Regions from separate parts of the Sus scrofa genome. Here region 2 is linked to region 1. Evidence: chromatin contacts called from public HiChIP or PLAC-seq data. All regions are on one chromosome and are shown on one strand. Each heading gives the region's core, a stretch centred on a gene start, on an enhancer-like site or on the middle of the called end of the contact. The rest is flanking DNA. Distances are from core to core; before and after follow the strand shown.

Region 1 (7,793 bases), core at 2,594-5,093:
CCGCCCTCATCACACCAGGTGGGCACCTCCAGCTTTCCTCTTGGTGGGTTTTTGTTTTTTATGGGTTGAACATTTGTTAATACTTTTTACTTTTGTATATTTTCACTACAGTTTATTTTTTTATAGGCTATTTTTATCAAAGTTTTCTAGATTATGTACGTCTATTTTATATAACAAATTCTTCTGTGTGCACGACTCCCTCATATGTATTTATGTAAACCTGAGCCTCTGGAATGCGCTTCACCTCTGTGCAGTCTCTGGCCTCTAGCTGGACCGTCACTGACGTCCCCTTTTGTGTGTGGGGGCCCACTTCGTACCCCAGGTAGCCGTGGGCTACTTGCAGTCATGCTGACAGCGGTCCGGCAGCAGCCAAGACTGTTGATTGCTGGGAACAATCCTGGTTTCAACTACATTATATCGATATAGGAAGTATTCCAGGCAAATAGCCAGTCTGGGTTTAACTAAATGTTTGTATTATTGCACAAATCCCTCCTCGCTTTGCACAGTGCTGCCTTCCTGCTTGCGTGCTGGGCAGCTGGGTCTGCCTGGGGCTGTCCTCGCAGGCAGGAGGCTGGGTGCGGCACTGGAGGCCTCGGGGCATTGCCAAGTGACCCTTTCCTTCTTGTCACAGCAGCTTCTGTGCTTACCTTCAGGTTAAATTTTGGAATTGTCATACTAAAAGGCAAAATAAACTACTAATTTGTATAATGTTCTGGTTTGAAGTGCAGCTAGAACTTGTGATGAGACTCAGCCCCCAGGGCTCAGAGGTGGGACAGGCTTTTTTGGGGGGGGGCGCTCTCCACCTTCCAGCTGGGTGTCTCTGCGTCCCTGTTCTTGGCTGCTCTGGGGGGGGGGGGGGACGGACACAGTGTGCCTTTGTCAGCAGTGGTAGCCCTGGGAGGCCCTGAGACCATGTCCAGGCTGCAGGTGAGGGCTGGGGGCTCTGGGTGGGCGGGGAGCCAGGAGCTGAAGCAGCCACAGGGAGGCGGGCACCCCCCTCCCACCAGCTGTGACGAGCTCTGCCTGAGTCATGGGTTGTTTGCCTCCTGCCTGGGCTGACAGCTCAGGCCCAGCTGCCACCGGGGACACCACTCCCCTCACCCCCTATTGTTGGAAAAACACATGAGAATGATTAAGACCCAGTGTCTTTCCGCAGTGTGACGACGGTGGGGGGAGCCAGTGAGGACTCCCAGACAGAGCAGGGAGGAGATGGGGAAGCTGTGGATGCCTGAGGTCACAGCACAACAGCAATGGCATAGCTGGAACTGGTAGCCCCTGCTGGCTGTGTGGGTCAGGGGCCCTGCTCCTGTCCCTTGTAAGGGGTTGCGCTTGTGACCTTGGAAAGCTCTGGGAAGCCATTTCTCAGAGCATGGGTCCCCAGGGCCTCCTTGGGCCAGCCGGCTGCTGCAAACACAGACAGGAAGCAAGCCTGACACCCCTCCACCCTCGGACAGTGCAGTGCTGCTGGGACTCTCTGTGCAGACTTACCCTGGGGCTGCTCAGGGCCACCTTCCCACCTAGTCACAGCGGGAGGTGGGCGCTCAAGGCCTACGGTCCGGGCGCATGGCTTTGGGCCAGACCCCTCCCTCTCAGAGCCTTGGGCTTCTCATCTCAAAGTAGGGTACTCACTCCAGCCCCGTAGAATGTGCTCATGACTAAATAGGGTGTGATGTGGGATCAGAGACAGCACCTTTCTAACTCCAGTCCTGTCCTGGGAGACACTTGTCAACTGCTTCAGCCTCTGATACTATTTCTTGGTCTCTGTCCCCAAGGAGTGATTTTCAGGGTCCCCCCAACCCCCACCCCACTCTCAGAACACACAGCAAGCCACGAGGAGCCATGGGGCCCAGGGCAAGTGCCCTCATGCCCCCCACACTCAGCTCCAGGACCACCAGTTCCCATCACGCTCTGCGAGTGGCCGACACCCGAGAACAGAACATGAGTGGTGTTTCCCCATCTGGAGAAGGGGGCGAACCCTGTCCAGGAGTAGAACTTGGGAGGACATGGTAAAACGGTCAAGTCCAAGGCACAGGGCCAGAGGTAAGGGCCAGGGAGCCTGCACAGGCCACTTTATGGAGCTAGTGGCAGGCCTTCCCCAGCCTCCTCGCCAAGGCCCCGGGTGGGGCGCATGAAGTTAAGGGGTGTGGAAGGATGGTGAGTAGGGACCATCCCCCCAGGCCTCTGAAAACTGCTCCCAGTGCCTAGAAAAGCTTCCCACCACCCCTCATCCAACCCACCGAGGCCCTGAGCACACCTGTCTGGGAAGCAGCCCTCAGCTCACAAGGCCTCGGCCTTCCCTTTGGGCCTTCCTGCCCCCAGGGCCCTGTCCTGCGGGCTTCTCAGCCGCCCTCTCCCCCTGGTGGAGATGAAAAGGCGGTGTCTCTGCTGCGGCAGAGCTGGAGTTTCTGACCTCAAATCCCCCCGCCCAAGAGGAAGCCAAGCTGCACTTCAAAACAGTAGATGCTCGTTTATGTATAATAATAATATAATAATAAATTGTTACACAAACTGTTAGAATAAAAAAATACCTTTTCTGAGGGGAGGGGTCCCCAGCCTGCCGCTGGCAGGGGCGGGTTAGCACCATGAGGGCGCGAGGGACAGGGGCTCCGCCGCGGCCCGTGCTGGGCGCTGAGGTCTGTGTGTCTGTCGATCTGGGAATCCTGGCTGGGCTGGGCCGTGGGTCAGCGGCGGGCGACCCGCTGATGGCCACGGGAGGGGGCGCCGTGGCCGGGCAGGGGGCAGGAGCGACAGCACTGGGAGCGGACGGTGGGCAGCTGGCAGCGGCCCAGCAGGCGCAGAGTCTCGCAGAAACCAAACGACAGGCGATCGCGCTCACAGCCTGGGGGCAGAGGGAGGGTCAAGACACCAGAACAGCCCCGTTCCTGCCTGTACCCAAGTGGCATGGCTTCCCTGAGATTTGACCAAGGCCCTCTCCTTGCCCCTCAGCAGCCTTAAGGGGACCTGCAGCCACCACCGAAGCATCGGCCTGCTGTTTCCAGAGGGGCTCCCCTGGACCTGAGTTGCAGATCTCCAGCTGTTAGTCTGTCCCACTTGGCCTTGGCCCCCACCTTCAGGGCTGGAGCACTGGCACTGCTGGGCTCAGGTTTCCAGAGGAAAGTGCTCATGAGAAGTCAAGGGGCCTGCCACCCCTCTCTGTCCCCGCAGGCTCCAGCAACCTGACATGTCAACTAAGGTCCCAGGTGCCTCAGGCCAGCCTACAGCGGCCTCTGCCCTCCAGCCCTGCCACCTCCCTCTGCCCAAAGGCACCTGTCAGGCCTCCCTGACCCCCTGCAGCCACATGGGTGATACTCAGCTTCAGTTGTGGGTCACATACCAGGTCTCATCAGCCAGGCCAAGCACTGAGGCCCAGAGAGAGCAGGTGTGACCTGGACCATAGAGCCCATCAGCGGAACCCAGGCCTCCTGAGGGTGGCCAGAGGAAGGCTGCAGGCCGGCTGTGCCTGTCCGGGGCTGAGGCTTGGCAGGCTCTCCTGCCCTGTGCTTATCAAAGCTATTTTGGGACGCGGCTTGCTTCCAGCCTCCTGGCCTTGCGCCCGCCGCCTCTGACAGCCCCCAGCTGCCGCCTGGCCCTGCTCACTCCAGCTGACACCCCAGGGGAAGAGAAGCAGGAAGGCAACTGGCAGCCCTGGGACATTCCTGGGTCCCAGCAGAGGGCACAAGGCAGCAGGCTGGCTCCTCCACTGTGGCTCTGGGGAGCAGCTCTAACATACGCAGCTGCAGACCTGTTCCTGCTGTGTGACCTCAGGCCAGTTTCTTAACCTCTCCAGAGCCCCACCTCCACAGGCCAACGGATGTGGCCAAGCTGTGTCCGCTGCCTCAGCACGATGACTACACACCCTGGAGTTAACAGGCTTTCCAAACGTCCTGCCACACAGCCCCACAGAGCATCAAAACATCCTGGGGACTCCAGGGTCTCAACATGCAGTCACTTCCTTGGCTGGTCTCCGCCCCTGACTCCTCACCTGGGCACCAGCAGCCAGCCTGAGGCTGTGCGCGGGAGGCGCTGAGGCGCTCGGTGGATGGATGCTGAGGGCAGGGTGCTCAGGGTGGGTGGGATTTCTGCTGGGCCTCGAGGTAAGGAGACCTGGGCAGGAAGACCACACTGGCCAGTGGCATGGGCAGCAAAGCACAGCAGTAGCTAGGCTGGGCCTGTCCAAGGACTGCCAAGGAGCCAGTCTGGGGGGACCTTGTCCTGGGGGGACCTTGTCCTAGGAGCAGGGGTCAGACGTGATAAGCACAGAAGCTGCTGGGTTCTCATGACTTTCAGAGGTAGCTCGAGGCGCTCTTCCTAACCTCATGAGGGGCGATGCGGTGACCACGAGGGAAAGGAAGCAGCCAGCCTTCTCTGAGCACGTCCCGGGCCCTTCCCCTTAAGACCTGACTTAGGAGAACAGGGGTCGTCTGTGCCTTTACACTCTAAGAGTGGCGGCCTGGACAGGGATGTGGGGTGGCCAGGAGTGACTCCAGGACCACAGTTTCTGTGCTCAGCACCGCTGGATGGGGCCAGCGGGGGTGCTATGCTGCAGGAAGGAAGTGTGTGTGTGTGTCCAGAGCCCCCTCTGGCAGAGGCTCTTCCTCCAGGAGGACCCAGCTGGCCAGGAAGCCACCCGCTGCTGGGAGCTCGCAGGACCCCAGGAGGGAGGCCCTTTCCTGCGGCTCCTCTGCTCATTCCGGGCAGCCCTCCCCTGGCCAGGAAGCGGACAGGCCAGAGCCTGGGCTGGGCTCACCCCGGCCTGCGGCCCTGTCTCAGGGACATCCCAGCCTTATTCTGGGGGCAGGCGCGTAACTGAGACCAGAAGGGAAAAGAGCTTGCCTGGGGTCACACACAGACTAGGGGCTGAGGCTGCAACCTCCATGCCTCCCCTGCACTCAACAAAGCTGCCCGCGGGGGGACGACTCCCCTGGGGCCCCACCCCAGCACAGCCCCAGTTGCTCCGAGGCTCCCCCTCAGCTGGTGCCCAATGGCCTGAGGACCCCCATCTCCCCACTGAGAGCCGTCGGGGCACTCACGTGGCAGCTCTGTGAGCTCGCAGTCCTGGATGCCACAAGGCCGGGAGCTCTCGGGCCAGGCCTCGTGGCCGCACTGGTCGCTGTCTTCCTCGGGCAGCCCACTCTGGGTATTAACGCACTTGACCAGGCGCCGCTGGACGCCGCCACCGCAGGGGGCTGAGCACTGCAGGGAGCGGGGCAGGGGTGAGCCTCCCCTTGGCCTGCCCTGCAGGGGGGCATCCGGGCAGCCACTGCCTTCGCTAGGAGGCTGGGCTCCTTAGAAGGTCAGTCCTGACCTGGAGGAGGGCCCAAGGACGGGGGGAAGCTGCCAGCCCCCCACAAGACGGGACATGCCTGAGAGGTCTGGGAGGGGCTGCAGGGCAGTGGACACGAGGCCCACCATCCTGAGTCAGGCCCTTGTGTTACCAATTGGGGTCTGATGTTGTTTAAAATCTCCTAAAGATAAATTTAACCTGTGCCCAACATTGTGCCAGGCCATGTGCTAAGTTCCTTGTTACATGACTCAATTTAATCCTCGAAGCCCCGTTTTACAGATGAGAAGACCAAGGCCTGCCAAAGCGGCCTTCCCGGGGTCCCTCAGCAGCCAGTGGGACAAGGACTGAGATTTCTAAACCTGTGAGCTCCAAACAGGCCTGGCAGGAAGAGGTCCTGCCCACCCGAGGCCTCACTGGCCACACTCATCCCCCCTTGGCCAGCCTGGCCTTTCTTTGTTTAGTCCCCTGAGCACCTGTCACTCCTGCCCCAGGACCCTGCACACCCCTCCCTCACATCACTGACCCTTTGGTCTCGCTCTAAAGTCCCCTCCTCCGAAGACCTTCCCCGACACCATGGCGCACGTCTCTTGTTTTCAGTCTGCCTCCTTGGCAGCCATCAGCCATAGCAGGGTGGGGACCTCGTCGGGCCACCACTGGTCACCCCACTGATCACAGAGAGCCGGGCACACAGTGCACACTCAACTCCTCAGGTGAACAAAGGTGCCCCCCTCCTACCCTGCCTGCTCACCTGGCCCCAGGGCCCCACCACCCACTGTGTGCAGGGGTGGGTGTTGCAGGGTCGTGTGCTGTTGGGTCTTAGCGCTTCCTCGCAGAGGCCCGGCTCTGGGCAGGTGACCAAACGCTGCTGCTCGCCCCCGCCGCAGGCCTCAGAACACTGGGAGGGCAGGGAAAGGGGTGTGGGCGCTGCCCGGGTCTGAGGACACCCCCACCCCCATCCCAGAGCCCCAGGCCTCACCTCCCTCCAGGAAGAGGTGTACCAGCTGAGGCAGGGCTGGGCCCCACAGGGCCGGCGGGCAGGCGGCTTGGCAGGCCCCGGCTGGCAGTGGAAGGGCCGCAGTGGCCGGAAGTCCCGCGTGTCCACGCACTGCACGTCCCGCGTGGAAGAACCCCCGCCACAACTGCGGGAGCACTGAAGGCCAAGGGTCACGCGTGTGGACCCCGTGAGGGCTGTGGCTAGGCGGGCATTGGGCCCCCAACCCCCTCCAGGGCAAGTCCCTTAAGAATCCCAGTGAGAGGTCAGAGCTGGTCAGCCTTGGGCGGCAGGCGGCCTGGCCAGGGGCTGCCCCAGGAGGGGACAGATGGAGGAGAGGAACAAGGAGAAAGTGAAACCCCAAAGACAACGGAGAAGGCTTGGGGTGGGCCAAGCCTCACGAAGGTGCAATGACTGGAAAGAGACTAGAAATTCAAGTACGAAGGTACGCGGCACAGAGCCCTCCCCACCTCCCCAGTCCTCACTGGTGGCTGTGGCTGATCCCAAGACAGGCCATGGGCCCCAGGGCTCCACCCTGCAGCCTGAGGCCGCCCACCTTCTCCGTGCCCACGCACCTTGCTCCAGTTGCCTGTATGCCAGGCAGCACAGGGCCGCAGGTGGCAGCGGCGGGCAGGCTGGGGCCGGCCAGCGGGGATGCAGTCCTCCTCCCGGCCGGAGCTGCAGCGCACGGGCCTCCAGACAGCACCCAGGCCACACGTGGTGGAGCACTGGGGGCAGAGGACGCAGAGGCCATGAGGAGACAGATCACTGCTCCCTCCGGCTCCTCCGACAGGGGGCTGCCCATCAAGTGGACCTAGTGCCTTAGTTTCCTCATCTGCAGAGTGGACTCCTCCATCCATCTCCCAAGGGAACCATGAAGATAGAAAGTCAAATCCCCTAGCAATTAACAACAGTCCCTGCTCACAGGACACACATGTGCAGTGGCCCTGATGTCCCACTGCTTCCCAGAAGCACTGGGAAGGAAGTGTGCTTCCTCAGTGGGCCTCAGCCTGTCCCTCCAACACCAAAACCAGGGATCTGAACAGAGGCAGCTCACTTCCCCTACGGTGACAATCTGGGGCTGTCTGGGTGGGAGAGGGGCTGCAGGACACAGGCTGGCTCTTTTCCATGCAGTTCAGGCCCTCACAGCCCCTGATGGAGCAAGTGGAGCCACTGAGGGGACAGCCAGGTGGCAAGGATGGAGCTGAACCTGGAGGAGCCAGGCAGAGCCCTGGCAAACCCTGGTGGGACCACTGAGCAGGACCGGGCCTGGGGGCTGTGGGAGGCTTCCCTGTCAACACAGCTGTCTGGGGTGAGCTCCCTGCTCCTGGGAGCATGCAAGCCATAGCACAAGAGCAACATTCCTCCTGGCTGCCCCTCATTTGTGCCTGCCGTGCCTGCCCTGCCCTCCCAGCCGCCCCCTGTGCTGCTCAGGATTGAGCTCTGGGCATCCAGGGCCACATACCCCTGCCTGCCCTGCTGCTCAGAAGGGAAACTGAGGCTTGATGGGCAGACTGG
Region 2 (7,793 bases), core at 3,601-6,100, 64 kb after region 1:
AGGAGGAAGGGGAACAAGCAGCAAGAAGTTAAGCTTGGTCCCGGCATTCTTTTGTGAAATGAGAGACAGTGGGGTGACAAAATAATGCGTAGTCAAAAAAGCCCAAAGTACGGGCTTTGAATATAAGGCCCAGCTTAGGGTCTCAACTCAGCCATATAATAGTTGTGGTCTGGACAGTCACTTCATCTTGCTAAGCTTCAGTTTCCTCATCTGCTCAGAGAATCCAAGTCAGAAAATATGAGGGTCACAGGGCAAAGAGCTGAAGAATGAGACAACGGCTACACTCCAAGGCTTTGTTTCAAATGAGTACTTCCAGCAGCTCCAGAGCATGAATCGCTGCAACCAAGGCTGCTAAAGATGAGCTGAAGTCTAGGGCTGCTGATGCCAACCAGCCCTGAAGTGCTCAGTATACTAGAAAAAAGAAGCTCCAAGGCACACTTCTAGGCACAGCAGTGTCCTCAAACATGGGTGTGGCATTCCGGTCATGGCTTAGTGGTTCACGAACCCAACTAGTATCCATGAGGATGCAGGTTTGATTCCTGGCCTCACTGAGTAGGTCAGGGATCCGGCGTTGCCGTGAGCTGTGGTGGTCACAGGTGTGGCTCAGATCCCGCATTGCTATGGCTGTGGTGTAGGCTGGCAGCTACAGCTCCAATTAGACCCCTAGTCTGGGAACCTCTATATGTCGAGGATGGGGCCCTAAAAAGACAAAAGACAAAAAAAGGGGAGGGATGGGAGAGGGCAGAATGTATGTGACTGGGGAATCTGAACTCCTAGAGAGAAATGGCCCCAAGAGCTCAAAAGTGTCCCTGGGGAGGGGTCCAGGACCTTGGGGATATACAGTCCTTTTGAGAATCCCTGCTCTAGACCTTGGGAAATTATTGCAAGACAAATTCAAGTGTTATAAAGAAGCATCTTCTTAAGTTCAAAAATGTGATGGAGCTAAGTAGAAATATGCTGCAGGTGAAAGGCGTTAGAATTAGTCTGCTCTCAGGCCAGAGTGCCTGGGTGTGCATCACAGCTCTGCCACGCACAGCTGTGGGGCTGTGGGTACAGACTCCACCACTCGGTCTCACTTTTTCCATCTGTAAAATGGGTCTGATAATAATTGAATTCTCACACAATGAGAATTCAATGAGCCAATATGTAAATGCTTAGAAGAGTAGATGACATGGCAAATGTCAACTAAGTTACAGACTGAAAATTAGTAAGAGAGGTTCAAAGTATACTTAGCTATTTTTTTTTAAAAAACTTGTCTTATCTCTTTGCCTAATGGCTTAATAAGATGTTTTTCAAATCAAAAAGAAAAAATACAGGATGTGACCACTTTAACTGCAATAGTTTTATTTTCTTGTTTTGTTCTACATTCATTTTTAATAACCAAATTTGTACTGTTTGCCATAAAATATTTTTAAAGGAGAACACAGCGAGTTAAAAAATAAACTCTTGGAATTCCCACTGTGGCTCAGCAGTAATGAACCTAACCAGCATCCACGAAGTTGTGGGTTCAATCCCTGGCCCTGCTCAGTGGGTTAAGGATCCAGTGTTGCCATGAGCTGTGGTGTAGATTGCAGACTCACCTTGGATGTGGCATTGCTGTGGCTGTGGCATAAGCTGGCAGCTGTAGCTCCGATTAGACCCCTAGCCTGGGAATTTCCCATGTGCCGCAGGTGCAGCCCTTAAAAAAAAAAAACAAAAAACAAAAAAACAACTTTCATGGAGTTCCTGTTGTGACTCAGTAGGTTAAGAACCCAACAGTGTCTGTGAGGATTTGGGTTTGATCTCTGGCCTCATTCAATGGGTTAAGGAACTGATGTTGCTTCAAGGTATGGCAGCTGTAGCCCTGGCCTGGGAGTTTCCATATGCCACAGGCGCAGCTGTAAAAACAAAAATAAACTCTCTCAATGTCACTTACATCTCACAAGGTCTAGTAGAGACCTTGGTGGCCAAAACTACCACCACCCAGTGCCAGCAAGGGGTAATTGCAGGTTCCAGTCGGGCTTGTGGTTGCAGTGGAGCTGAGCCAGCAGAGCTCAAGCTACAGTGGGATGGGGGCAGGTGCCATTCTGAGGGACTGCCAGTGGTTCATGGCTGAGTCTGTCCCTCCAGGGAGGTTGGTCAGTTGTGACTGGACTGAGCTCCTGCCACACTGGGTGTTAAATACTTTGAATATCACTCTGAGGTGACAGAACTGTCACGCTGGAGCATCTCTCAGAGAGATGCCAACATGGTGTTTACCCTGACGCTCTTATCAAGTACCTGGGTTACAATCCAGCCCTTCAAATGACCCGTAACTCATGCCGAAAGGAAAAAATGACTAGGGTGTGTGCATGTGTGCGTGTGTCACAACCTCCTCCCTGAGTCCATCTGCACTTGCTTGTGTGCATGTGGGAGTTCTGCATGTGTGTGCTCACAGGTGCGACACAGCATTTTGGTGAGCCCCTGCCTCAGTCCAGCAATCCCAAATCCCTTGGTTTGTCATATTTCCCTAAAGGTAAGCCCAGGGTGTGCTCTTTGGCCTCAAAGAAGGTGGCATTCAGTGGGCGGAGCCCCCAGTTTAGGTCGCCCAGGCAGCTCCAAGAAAAATGCAGAGAACTTAGTAGCCTCAGGTCAGGGATCCTGAGTGGGAGAAGAATGCTACGTGTCTCTGGGGACACTAGAGACAGACACCCTAAAGGGGGGCCCAGATTAGATAGGAGTGCCTGCCCTGCCTCCACCCCAAATGGCAGGCTCAAGTTACAGGATACACAAGCACTCCCTAATCTTACTGGGTCTGCCTGGCAGATTAATAAAAATAATGGCCACTACATGGTCGTCTCTCTGCCCCGTGCTAAGCGATCACGTTCAGCATTTCACTTAATTCTCACAAAATCCCTTTGAGGTAGACACCATTATACCCATTTAGCACATGGATGAGCTTGTACATAGGTCTGGCCTGCAGGGGAAGTGAAAGGGACCCCGACCACAGAGGACTCCCCCCAACCTTTCTCCCACAGCTGCCAGGGGGCCTGGACCCAAGATCAAGCTCAGGAGAAGTTCCTTGGGACAAGCACTTTCCTGCTTTCTCATCCCAGTCACCTGGTTCATCTCCATGGGTCCTCAGCTCTGGACAGTGGGAAAACACAGGCTTCACGCCGGTAGCCCAGGAGTCCAAACTAGCAGGTCACTCTCCCTTCTGAACCTGTTCCCTCACCCATAAAAGGATTTTGTACCACCCACCTTGAAGGGCTGCTGTGGAGATGAGAAATAAGAACTCCGGAGGCTGGCACAAAACAGGTCTATTAAATGTTTGCTCTATTTCCTACACATACAGTGAACCCCCTCCCTAAAACACTGCTCTCAACAGCTGCTTCCCTCAACAGCTCCCCAAACCTCTAAGATTTGGTTTAAATATTCCGTACATTCCAACCCATATGCTTTTCTGGCCTCACAACCACAATCCCCCTGCTGGAGAGGCAGGTCTCCCCGATGCCCAGCAAACAGGCCAAATCCAGCCACCCCATCCCCCGACCCCCCCCTACACACACTCTTCCAGCCCATCCAAAGTTCATCCATCTTTCCAGTTCTTCCAAGCTCAGCGCCCCCCCCCTACCCCGTCCCCACAAAGCCTGCAAGGCTCTCCCCATTATCCGGCCCGCCTCCATCAGACCAGGAGATCCCTGAGCGTTGGGCCAGGGGTCCCCTACACCCTCTGAGCCTAAATTCCCAGGCCCGCCGTTCCGGACGCTACAAGAGCTCCGCCGCCCAGCCGACAGCGGCGGAGCAAGATTCTGGACGTGAGCCAGAGACTCGTCGGAGGCCGGCCGGCCGGCTGGCCGGGCGGGGCGGGGAGAGCCAAGCCCAGGGCCGTGGAAAGAAGCTCCTTCTCCCCGCTCCACTCCGGGCGCCTTCACACTTGGGGGAGGGGGAGGCAGGAAGTGCAAGGGCCGCGCGAGACCCGGCCCCGGGGAGCCGCCGAGGGCCGGGCAGGCAGCGCAGAGGCGGTGGGCAGGGGCCGGGACGCAGAGGGGGACGGCGTAGACTTGCGACCCCGCGCCCTGCCCGCAGCGTCCCGGTCAGCTTGCTTTCCAGACGAGGCACACTGAGAGCGAGAAACCGACTCCATCGCGTGTGAGCCGCGCTCCGTCCAGCCCCTCGGACGAGAGATCGAGAGAGACAGACGCGCTCTGCTGCACCCGAGGTAGAGAATCTGGAGCCCGAAGAGTGTAAAAGACTGATTTCGGCTGCAGGCAGGGGGGTAGCGGAGTCGGGGGCTGAGAAAGGCTCCCTGGCGGCGCCGTTTCGCTGCCCTGGCCCCACCCCGGTCCCTCGCACCAGGGGAGAGGGGGGCGCGACAGCTCCAGGCAGAGGCCGGCGAGCGCGGGGTCTGCAGAGGTGAAAAGGGGCTAAACCGAGGCTCGGGGAACAAGGGAGGGCGGCAGGGCCGGCCGGCCGGGGCGGTGGTGGGGGCGGCCACCCACCTGGTGCGGATCCGTGGGCGCCGGGCGCCAGAGCGCTGAGGAGCAGGAGGAGGGGGCGCAGCAGCGGCGTGGGGCTGCGGGGACTCGGGCCACCGAGCATGGCCGGGGCCGGGCGGCCGCTGGGCGACCCCACGCGCACGCTCTCGTCCGTCCCGTCCACTCGCTGCCGGGTCCTGGGTCCGGCTCAGGACATACCCGAGCCGCGTGCAGCTCTAGGTTCCCGGGCCCGAACTCTGGTCCGGCGGGCGGCTGCGCACGGTCCTTGGGCAACAAAGACTGCAGGGCCCGCCCCCTCGGCCGGCTGCGGAGGCAAAGACCAGAGAGTGAGAAGGAGAGAAAGAAAGAAAGGGAGGCAGGGAGGGAGGGGGAGAGGGAGAGAGCGCAGCCGCCCGCCCCCCGCTCCGCCCCTCCCCGCCCCTCGGACTCCTTCCCCCGCCCCCAGCCCGGCCCTCCCTGTCCCGCCCGGTCCGGCCTCGCACCGCCCATGCGGGCCACTCCGGGCGCATGCCGGCGGCCCACCCGCTCAGCTGTCCGGCCGGCCGGGAGCGAGTGGCGCCCCCCGACGGCCGCCCGGCCGCCCACTGGGCCGAGGGCGCCCTCTGGCGGGCGGTGGAGCCCAGCAGGGCCCTGCCGACATCAGAGCGCTCTCGACAGGAGCCCACCAGGGTCCTCCAATGAATCTAGAATTTCTGCCTCGTCCCTAAACTGTGCTCGAGGAGGCGCCCCTCGGTGTGCTCCCTGGGCCAGGCAGGCCTGCCTCTCTAAGGAAAAGGGACACAGAGGCCTCCCGAGGGTCCAGGGTCTCACACCCGAGCCCACAGGGGCTGCGGGTCTCAAGGTAGATTCTGCTCCAAAGCCAGCAGGGAAAGTGGCCCAGACACTTCCCCAGGGGCGGCCATTTCCCACTTAGGGCGAGGTCCCACAATTCCTCACGTCCAGACTCCTTTCCAAGTGTGTTTGCCTGGAGCGAAGCACACCGCTGGGCCCACAGGCTGAAGCCCACACTCTCAGCAGGGGCCCCCTGGGAGCTTGGAGGCAGGCCAACCCCAGCCTCACATCCTCCGCCTCAAACACGGGCCATCTGTCCTTCCAAGGCCCCAGCCCCGAGGCTGGCTTCCTGCTCCCTTCCCCCTGTGCTCCCAGGAGCCCCCGCCCCCGTCAAGGAATACTCCTGTTCTTTCCCTCCTGCCTTCACTCAACCCGGTCCTAACTGGAAGATGCCCCCTCTCCTTCCCTAAAACCCGGTGGCCGGCTTTCTTCCCCTGGACAGCCTTTATGTAGCCCCCTGCTGCCCACATACCTCCTCCCTGTCCAATCGCACATGCACTTTCCCTCATTCCTGGAGGCTTCCTTCTGGGTCCTTCACCCCAAGCCTTCTGCGGGTCCCATGCAGAAGGTCCCATGGCTCCACAATTCCTTGACCTCCTCACCTCCAATGACCCTTCCCGCCACCTTAGCCACCAGCTCTCACGGTCACAGCCTAGGCCATGTCATGCCCAACTGCCCGCTCTGAAATGGGAAGATCAGATGCTCCACTCTCAGACCACGCCCTGCTGTCTTGCCCAGCCTCCCTGAACCTTCACCAGCACTCTATGTATTTTTCTTTCTCCAGTTTCTTGTCATCTCCCTCTTGTCCCCCACTCACCAGCCTCTCCTGGTTCACCTACTTCCCTTCCCAGCTACACTCACTGCTCAACCCCTGGCCCCCACCCAACCACCTTCCACTTCTCCCCCACCCCTAACAGCAGTGGGCCTTGCCACCAGTGACAGGGTCACATCCTGTCCCCCAAACTCCCACCCCAGATACTCAGGCCATGTCTTTTTTTTGTTTGGGGATCCCAGCCCCAGCTCAGTAAGCCCCAGAGAGGGAGAGGATCTGAGGAGGGGCCACGCATCCCTCCCTGGCCAGCACAGCGATCCACTGTCCTCACTCCTCTGGTGAGCTGCCAAGGCCAAGCACAGATTAGAGGCTTTTCTGAAAGGCGCCTAGGAAGTTTGTGTTTTCAGACCATCAGCTGACAACAGTCTGCACCTGTTTCCATTAGTGTCCCAGGTCCTGGCTTTTCCTCTGTCCATACCCTGCTGGGCTGCCTTCATTTTAAACCTCCTCGGGAACCAGGCTGGACACCACAGGACACAAAAGAACGGCGGTTTCGTCCTGCCTTCATGACACAAATAATAATCCAGCTGGAAGAATAAGGCCAGCCAATTCCAAATTTTGGGGGTAAAACATCCATTTCGAACAAAGCAAAAGATTTGATATTTCAACATGTTTGGTATAATTGTTAAGAATGTCAGGTATCTGATTAGACAGTCCCTCCATACACACACAAACCCTGATAGAGATTATTTATTTATCTTTTTTTTTTACTTACTTTTTTTAGGGCCCCATTTGCGGCAAATGGAAGTTCCCAGGCTAGGGGGTCTAATCTGAGCTACAGCTGTCAGCCTATACCACAGCAATACCAGATTCAAGCCACATCTGCGACCTACACCAGAGTTCACAGCAACGCTGGATCCTCAACCCACTGAGCAAGGCCAGAGATCAAACCCGAATCCTCATGGATACTAGTCAAATTAGTTATTGCTGAGCCCTAACGGGAACTCCCTATTTTATTCTTTAAATGATTATTAATGCTATGTAGTCCAACATCTCAAGTGAGATTTAACTTAGCTAAAACACTACCAGAAACTAATCAAACTCAGTAAGAAATTAGATTCATTCTGCTTCTATATATACACTTGTATATTGCGATTCCTTAAAAAGTAGTGAGTACAGTAGAGCACTGTGAATTTAAAATCACGAATGAATATATGACAATGAAAAAAGGAGGCATATAATTTTTTAATATACTATAAAACCAGTGCTCCTACTGTGGTGCAATGGGATTGGCGGTGTCTCTCCAGCACCAGGATGCAGGTTCTATCCCCAGCCTGGCACAGGGGGCTAAAGGATCCAACACTGCCATAGCTTCAGTGTAGGTCACAACTGTGGCTTAGACCCAGTCCCTGGCCTGGAAACGCCATATGCTGTGGGGTAGCAAAAAAAGAAGAAAAAAAAAAGCACTATACAACTTCTTTGGGCCTCAACTTTCTTATCTGTCTAATGGAGACAGTGGTTCCCACTTCCCTATTTTTCCTTTTTTTTTAGGGCCACACCTGGAGGTTCCCAGGCTAGGTGTAGAATCACAGCTACAGCTGCTGGCCTACACCACAGCCACAGCCATGTCAGATCCAAGCCTCATCTTCAACCTACACGACAGCTCACGGCAACACCGAATCCTCAACCCACTGAGCAAGGCCAGGGATCGAACCTGTGTCCTCATGGATGCT

What was found. HiChIP or PLAC-seq counts read pairs in DNA pulled down with a chosen protein or histone mark.
Region 2: an H3K27ac HiChIP or PLAC-seq map of skeletal muscle shows a contact between it and region 1. The contact joins the promoter of ADAMTS7 here to the enhancer-like site in region 1. A contact is called at or near these places in 1 of 5 promoter capture datasets (fetal skeletal muscle), 2 of 47 Hi-C or Micro-C datasets (embryonic fibroblasts and fibroblasts) and 2 of 2 datasets of contacts at active chromatin or transcription factors (alveolar macrophages and skeletal muscle).

Annotation. Positions count from the first base shown.
Region 1 is chr7:47,926,583-47,934,375 of Sscrofa11.1, forward strand. It overlaps ADAMTS7 (A disintegrin and metalloproteinase with thrombospondin motifs 7), which reads right to left. Exons shown (of 24, transcript XM_021098839.1): 20 at 6,851-7,003; 21 at 6,261-6,434; 22 at 6,033-6,179; 23 at 5,031-5,193; 24 at 1-2,839. The coding sequence ends at 2,682. It overlaps TBC1D2B (TBC1 domain family member 2B), which reads left to right. Exons shown (of 13, transcript XM_021098841.1): 13 at 1-705. Among named protein-coding and RNA genes, the nearest start is that of ADAMTS7, 64 kb to the right of the region's middle. Within about 2 kb of position 3,844, at least 35 of the 83 cell types and tissues checked have an H3K27ac peak or open chromatin away from gene starts, as enhancers often do. A contact at or near this core is called in alveolar macrophages, embryonic fibroblasts, fetal skeletal muscle and 1 more, where this site is marked.
Region 2 is chr7:47,989,678-47,997,470 of Sscrofa11.1, forward strand. It overlaps ADAMTS7 (A disintegrin and metalloproteinase with thrombospondin motifs 7), which reads right to left and starts at 4,851. Exons shown (of 24, transcript XM_021098839.1): 1 at 4,461-4,851. The coding sequence starts at 4,560. LOC110261542 (a long non-coding RNA gene) reads left to right here and starts at 1,818. Exons shown (of 3, transcript XR_002345766.1): 1 at 1,818-4,180.